Regions from separate parts of the Sus scrofa genome. Here region 2 is linked to region 1. Evidence: chromatin contacts called from public promoter capture Hi-C data. All regions are on one chromosome and are shown on one strand. Each heading gives the region's core, a stretch centred on a gene start, on an enhancer-like site or on the middle of the called end of the contact. The rest is flanking DNA. Distances are from core to core; before and after follow the strand shown.

Region 1 (3,987 bases), core at 698-3,197:
TGAACAAAGAGTGTAATAAATAAAAAGCAAAAATACAAGACCAGTCTAAAAAAAGTTCAATCTTACAAGCAATCAATAATATACATATTTAAAATAGGATATGATTTTTTTTACACTTTTCAAAATATTAAATGTTTAAAAGAAGAAAAATAAGCCAAAGATTACTCCAGGAATACAAAATTGACAGTTGAGAGAAATTCTTTTAAAGAAATGCATTCCCTTTCATCTGGCCACTTCATTTTTTGAAATGTGTCTAAAAGCATAATTACAAACGTGTGTAATTACAGATAAATGTTTACTGCAGTGTTGTTTGTAGCAATACAAATTTTCCACAATAAGAAACTGATTAAATACACAATGGTATATCTATATGGTATAATATAGTACAGCTAGTTAAAATCACATTGCAGGGAAAAAAACTGACTGACATGTGGCAAATTGTTCATAATGTTTTATATGATAAAAGCAGGTTATAAAACAATAAGCCAAGTGCAATGGCATTTTGGTAAATATCTGTAGAGAAAGTATGTCAATAAAGATATTCACCAAATTGTTCTCAGTAATTATATTTGAGAGGTGGAATTCTGGGTGATTTTTTTCTCTATACGTTTGTTTTTCAAATTTTCCACATTGCAAATGAGTAATTATATATTTTGATGTGGGGGGGGAAATTACATCTTTACAAAAGGTTAAATACACCAAAACAAAAAGAATCACTGAAACTCACCAAAAGAAACCTGTCATTGGAATGAAGACTTCAAGGATGTTTGCAGATAAACAATGCAAAATAAGTTTCCCCTGATAATAAATAAATGCAGACAATGGGAGTGGGGCATGGATTTGAACAAAGATGTTCTGAAGCCTAGGAGCTGTGGACACAGCAGATCCTGTTAGTCATTATCCAAAGGTCAATTCATAGCCCTCAAACCAATACCCACAGAAAACACCAAGTCTCACTGTCCCATATGTGAGGCTGAAGAAGCTTTGATTTCGATCCAATAAGCGCATTTGCCTGTTTCTATGCAGTCTACTAAAATAGCCCAAGGAATAACCAATCTGATCATTCATGGTCTCCACACACAAGTTAACTAGATGAACAGTCTGACATTTTGAGCACAGAGAATCCTTAAAGGGCTATATCAAACACATAACCTGCAAATCTAGAGTGATGGTCAGTATGTTAATTTGACATTTTAAACATGCAGGACCCCAGGAATCAACTCTGCCTACCGAACTTGTTGCAGAAATTATATTTAATTTCTCTTGAGGAATCTAAGCTTTATACTTACAAGATAAGCTTTTAAAAAATTATCGAAGAGTGTCCATCTTGGCACAGCAGAAACAAATCTGACCAGTATCCATGGGGACGCAGGTTTGATCCCTGGCCTCGCTCAGTGGTTAAGGATCTGGCATTGCCATGAGCTGTGGTGTAGGTCACAGTGAGGCTCAGATCCCTCATTGCTGTGGCTGTGGCGTAGGCCTGCAGATGCAGCTCCCATTCGACCCCTAGCCTAGGAACCACCATAAGCTGTGGGTATGGCTCTATAAAGACAAAAATAAAATAAAAATAAAGTAAATAAAAAATTATCAAAGTTGCTTTACATAGGAAACAGGTAAAGTACCAATGATACCCAAGTGCATTGTGTGTGTGTGTGTGTGTGTGTGTGTGTGTGTAAAAGCACTATTTCCACAGCATCTATCCTCTGAGTGTCTGAGTGTCTCTAAGTCTAAGGGGCTTTTGGGGGAACTGGTTTTTTAGGTAAAAATGAAAAGCCTTAGCATTTGATAGTTTTCAAAGAGAGAGCTGCTTTGTTTTGTTTTGTTTTTTGTTTTGTTTTGTTTTGTTTTTGAACACTCAGTTCCTTTATTCATTCCTTTCTTTTTGAGGCATGAGAGTCTTATACTACTACATACGTTTCAGGTGCTTCACTGTTTGCATAATGATCACCATAAAAGGTTAGTTACCTAGACTTTAGTGCCCTTTTTGAAACTGGAGGTGTTGAGGAAAAGCCAAGTCTCCAAATCCAATTGGACAGGTAGTAATTAAATTACGATTCATTTCCTCTTGCACGTTCATGACAAGTTTCCAATTCTGATGTCTACCAGATTCTTCCGTGGAGCTCGTAAAAAAATACTCCCACCTACCCCAGACCTTCCAGATCGGCGTCTCACAGGTGCCGAGGCCCGTGGGTGCCCAGATTTAACCAGATACACAGTTGACTCTGGTGGGCTCTGTCGTGTGAGAACCATGCTTTGTGAGAAAAGGTGCCTGTAGGGAAAGAAGGAAGCAAAAGAGCAAGAATTAAGAAACTTCCAATTAAAAGAGAAATGTTTAACCGGAAGAACGTGTGAAGCAGGACATTCAGTCCTAGTCGCTGTCATTTCTTATAGACTGTTTCTCTATAGACTGGAGAGGAGCGATTCGAATCTGTCCAGTCAGAGGGTAAAGCAGTCACCAGAATGTCACTTCCCTGGTCTTCAAGATGTGTGACAGGGAGCAAAGGAGCGTTCCTATCAGCTGCTCCGAAGAAAGTAAACACTCCCAACATGCACTGAGGCACAGGGAGTGGCTCAGGTTTCTACCACTTCCCTGCTGTGGCGAAAAGGAGTAATAATTAACAGCTTCTTAGGCTTGAGGACCGGCAAGACGGAGGGGCACCGCCAGGCGCGGAGGGAGCCCTGTGCCGCCCTTCCCCCTCCCCGGCTCCGCCCTCCACCTTCACCTCTGCGACAGGTGAGCGAGCGGAGCGGGGACTCCAACGGTGATCAGAGTTTGTGACTGAGCGAGGCAACAAACTCGTCGGAGCAGGTTCAGCCCTACAACTAAGGTAAAAAGCCTTCTCCTGTTCACAGTGTGTGTAACAGGTGCAAAAGGAGGATAGGGAGAAGAACCCCTCCAACCCTCTCCCTGAGGTCAAGTTGAGGATAAAGCATTAGAAAGCAGAATCCATAGGCAGCCAGGTTGGAAGGTGTGCGTGGAGCAGAGCAGCCTGAAACCCGGACATTCTTTTCCTTTGGATTTTTTCCAGTATCCTTTCCTGACCCAGGTAAGCATGTGGGGACCAGGTAGGAAAAGAGAGAAGAGCCTGGAGCTAGGTGTGGCCACCAACCCCACCTCCGTTTTCTAACAGGAATCCAACTCTGTAAGATCTTTACCTGAAATTGTGTTTACAGGGTGACTCCTGCCTGATGCCCCCGTCTCGCTGTGTTCTAATCGTTACAGTGTTGTTTGTAGTCAATCGGCAGACTTAAAAGGTCTTTTTTTATTTGAGAGTTTAGCTAAACTATTATTATTTTCAGCATATTAACAGAGACTTCCCCTCCCCCAGCCACCACCCCAAACACTGGAGAGGATTTCTGATATAATTTAAGATGGCCCCAAACAATGAAAGAATAATCATAATTAGATGGGAGTCCATGAATTTAAAGATTCAAATTCTGAAGCAGGAGAGCCGTAGGTTCAAATCCTGGCTCTGCCACTTACTGCTTTGTTCCTTAGCATGATACTTAACCTAGCCAAGTCTTAGTTTGTCGCCTGTAAAATAAGCATCGTAGGTATCTGCCAATAGGGCTTTGATGGGAACTGACCACTTAGCAAGCTTTCCTAAATAACGCCTCCAGTTAGTGTTAAGAAATTTGCAATTCTGCGGAAGGGTCCGTGTCAGGGAGGGTGAGCCGAGCTGATGACAGTACAGGGGTACTGAACTGGTTTCCACAAAGAGGGTCCAGGACACGTGAGCAGATGGCAGGTAGGCAAAGTATTACCTCTCTGAGTAGCAATGAAATGATCTGGCTTCTTCCACTCTTCAAATAGGGAATGTGTTGGAGTTCCTGTCGTGGCACAGTGGTTAACAAACCCGAGTAGGAACCATGAGGTTGTGGGTTTGATCCCTGGCCTTGCTCAGTGGGTAAAAGAAAGACCCCTAGCCCGAGAATCTGCATATGTCGTGGGAGCAGCTCTAGAAAAGGCAAGAAGACAAAAAAAAA
Region 2 (3,987 bases), core at 782-3,281, 330 kb before region 1:
CTGTAAGAGAGTATGTCTGTGTTCCTTAAACTCCTAAATTTATATTAATTTGTTACAGTAGCAATAGAAAACCTAAGTGCTGGATATTCAGCAGGGGACCAAAAAAAGTCAAGAAGTAAAAAAAAACTTGACAAGAAATTTTTGGAAAAAGTTTTATTTTCATGTTATTTGTAAAATTACATCAATAAATATCCAAACCTCTCTATTTCAGGACAGAGCGGAAACACAGTGTAATTAACTCTAAACAAGGCATTATGCCTTACAAGGAAGACATAAAATGTCCAAGGGATATTTAGAACATTGTCGTTTTTAAAACTTCAACATCAGAAATGTTTACCACAGTCTGTGAAACTGTCTCAATAAATAACAACCGACAATCTTCTCTTCAGTATAAATGCACACATACAACCCCCCCTACCCTAACAGTGACCTGTTTGCCTGGATCCCCCACCAGGGTCTCCAGCTTTTATCACAGTGGATGGTACAGCGTGCTATCCTGACAACCCAAAAACTAGTTTAATGAATGATGAGCACTTAAGAGACACAACCTTCAAATTAAATACTAGTCAAGACTGGACTAACTTTGATTCAACATAAAAATGACCTTTCGAAATAGCAATACAGAGACCTGCCAAACACATTCATATCTTTAAATATTAGATAGCACATTAAATATACAAGCTTTGAAAAATAAATAAATAAATACACATATAAATAAATAGAAGAAATCTCATAAGAAGTAGCCAAATGCATGAAACACAGTCCAGGTGGCCCCAGGGGCTATTTGCTTCTCTTCTTTCACTTTGATTCCGCTAAAGCTACAGCAGTAGCCAGTAAGTTTCCTCCATCTCTCTACATCAGTTGGCACTGCTCCTGTGATGAGAAAAAGGTTCATGTTAGTAGGACTTAAAAGCTGACCTCAAAACCCTGTACCAAGTGCTACCTAGACCACTGCTGCCATGTGTAGCAGAAAATGCCAGCTTCTAGAAGCTGTTTAATTGAGAATAAGGTGCCTGTGGTTACAATCTTATTATTAGCTTCAGAAAGCCAGAAGATAATGCCACATTGGGCATACATGACATCACTTAAGCCTTGGATCAAACCCCATGAAGCAGCTTTATTATTTTTCCCGTGTTATTGAGACTTAGGTTAAGTACTGTCCCTGGGGTTAAAGGAATAATAAAGAGTGGAACCTCTCTTTAGCCATTTTAGCACCACTGGCTAAATAAATCTACTTAATCTTTTAGGGACATACATTTGGTCACACTCATCTGACTGGGGATGGAGAATGGGCTGAGGATGCAAGGCTCTGGAAATATCCTTCTGACACCAGAGCAGATTAATGACCTTAATAGCAAATGAATGGTGAAATAATCATGATTTTCAGCCCTGCACCTAAATCGTGGGTTTCTCTGGTATAATTTGCAGGAGACAGAATGACTCTACTCACACGAGTGAATAAAAACTATAACTCACTTGTTTAGCATCTTCTCGATGATTTTCTTCACCATGGGGGCTGAGGGGTTGAGACAAACTTCCTGACCATTCTTGAGAGTGGCTCTGCAGAGAGCAGGGAGAATCCATGTGAGGCAGGAGGTCGGGCTGGGGAGTCAGGGTTGGGGCGTTGGGACGCTGGGGGTGACAAGGACAGCGGCGGGCAGGGAAGCTTACATGACTTCCGTTTGGTCACAGTGGGGTCCCGGGGACGTCACCTTCAGGTCCTGGATGTTCTTGAGGTGAATTCCTTGCACCGTCTGCAGGCACTGGCAGCGCAGTTCGCCGCCCACGGGGGCCCCTGCCAGGAAGACAGATTCGGTTAGTGGGGTGTTCTCCGACGGGCGTCTCCCCCCCTTACCCGTCCCCGCGTCCGGCCTGGGGATGCCAGGCGCCGAGTCTCACCTGCTGTGCGCCGGCCAGCGGCCACTAGAAGCAGGAGCAGCAGCGCAGCGCGGAGGAAGCGCGGGGCGCAGGGGGAGGCGGCGATCGCGGCGCGGGCCATGGGGCTTAGCTCGGAGGGTGGCTGTCTGCTGCAGGTGGGCTGGAGGGAGTGCTGGTGGAGCGGGTTCTGTGGCTCCCTGAGCGGTGCGAACGCCTTTTATTCTGATGGGACTGGAGCTGGCAGCCCCAGGCCAGGGAAATTCCCTGATGCGCGGGTCATTCCTGGGTCCGGAAGGAAGGCGCAGCCCCGCCCTCCTCCCGCGTAATTCTTGCTTTGGAAGTGTCATCTTTGTGCCCAAATCCCCACGGGGGGAGTCACAACTTAGTGGAGAGAGGCATCTGTGACGAACGTTAGTTATTAAGGTTGAGGGGGGAAGCAGAGAGAACTTGCGTGTGCTCTTTACGCATAAGTATCTTGGGGTTTGATGATTTTATTTACGTCCGCCTAAATACACTGTTATAACACAGTTTTAGCATATTATACATTAGAAAGTTCCCCTACTTCCTGGTATTTTAAAAGCACAGATAAATCACACTTTGTGTCACAGCGTCCCTCATGGGTGAGGGGACGATCAGTATCAAAAATTGAATTCAGTGTTTAATGCGGAACAAAGTGTTGTAATCCCACTTAGCTTCCTTTCTCTGGGAAATTCTGGAACTTCCACAGCTCGAGTAAGTCCATGAATACCACCTTTTTGGTGTCGAGGGTGTTGATTAATCCTTAAAATACGGATTAATGTTTGGATCTGTTGCGAGGAGAGCTCACAGGTCCACGGTTTCTAGTTTTGTCCAAGAATAAAACAGGTAATAGAAATCAAGAGCGGATGCGTAGTGTGAGCAGCACGCTTTGCTCATCCAAGCAGCAACAAAACAAAACAAAAACAAAAAAATCGTGTTCCTGGGAAGTAGCTTAGAGCTAGATCACGCATCGCATCTCCGTTCCTTGTTTATGGTCACAAATCTCATTTCATTTCCTTGTTCTATGGCCTTTCCTGCTTCTAGTGATTTGATTTCCTCTCTAGAGAAAGAATCACAGTCAAATTTTATTTCTACTGACTTCTAATGAGGCATTTCAAGCTATTAACTGGAGACTTTGTCATTGTGTCATTTTCATCCTTAGTTGTAATGTCTTTTGTTGGATTATATTCAGGTAGGTTTCAGATGGTTTAGGTGTGATTCTGAATGCAGATCTGTGAGAGCTATGGACATATCCCGTGGGAAGCAGGTGGGGGGATGCTATAGAGATGAGGGAGGCACTGAGCAAGACTGCTCTAGATTGCTAGAGTAGGAATTCAGCTCCCCAGATTAATGGTGCATGACTTCCAACCTGTTTGTGCCTTAGTTTCTCATCTGGAAAATGGAGCTTAAGGGTAGTATCTACTTCAACGAGTTGTTATGATGAATAAATGTTTTGACATTTAAATACTATAAATTATATATTAAATGCTATAAATAATTTTAAGTAAATAAAATAGAAATTTCTTTTTCTGTATTAATAAGCTGAAACTAACCTGGGGATAAAATCTTTGTACAAAGAGAAAAGAATTATTGGAAAAAAGAAAAATCCTCCAATATAAAATGTTTGTATATTTTTTTCTTAAAAAGAAAATTTAGAATGTTTTTTTTTTCTAGTTTAATTGTTGGGTAATTTTGTAACTCTAGTTTTAGGACTTTCAACTACAAAATGTGGATAAAATTAAAAATGTTTCATCTTGATTATTTGAAAAGATTCTAAGTGACTTGATTTTAAACAAATATTTGTCTCTACATTTTTTTTTTTTTTTGTCAGTAATACCTGTATAGTCCTGAGAAAAAGAACAGGCAATTCAATTTTTTTTTTTAAAGGAGTAGGCAAAGTAAAATGACATAAAGTTTATAAAATACCAACAACTCATCAATAATTAAGAATTGGTTTAGATATGATTGCTATTCTTATTTTTCTAGGATTCTTAATTGTAAATACAGTTGACCCTTGAACAACATGGGTTGGAATTGCACAGGTCCACCTACAGGCAGGTTTATTTTCAATAAATATATTGGAAAATTTTT

What was found. Promoter capture Hi-C pulls out the DNA fragments that hold promoters and counts their contacts.
Region 2: a contact with region 1 is called in a promoter capture Hi-C map of fetal skeletal muscle, with 6 times the contacts expected there. The contact joins the promoter of CXCL2 here to the promoter of RASSF6 in region 1. A contact is called at or near these places in 3 of 5 promoter capture datasets (fetal skeletal muscle and liver), 10 of 47 Hi-C or Micro-C datasets (alveolar macrophages, blood, embryonic fibroblasts and 4 more) and 1 of 2 datasets of contacts at active chromatin or transcription factors (alveolar macrophages).

What each region holds. Positions count from the first base shown.
Region 1 is chr8:69,830,118-69,834,104 of Sscrofa11.1, reverse strand. RASSF6 (ras association domain-containing protein 6) reads left to right here and starts at 1,947. Exons shown (of 11, transcript XM_005666740.3): 1 at 1,947-2,828.
Region 2 is chr8:70,155,297-70,159,283 of Sscrofa11.1, reverse strand. CXCL2 (chemokine (C-X-C motif) ligand 2) reads right to left here and starts at 2,031. Exons shown (of 4, transcript NM_001001861.2): 1 at 1,900-2,031; 2 at 1,672-1,795; 3 at 1,477-1,560; 4 at 139-873. The coding sequence starts at 1,999. The coding sequence ends at 858.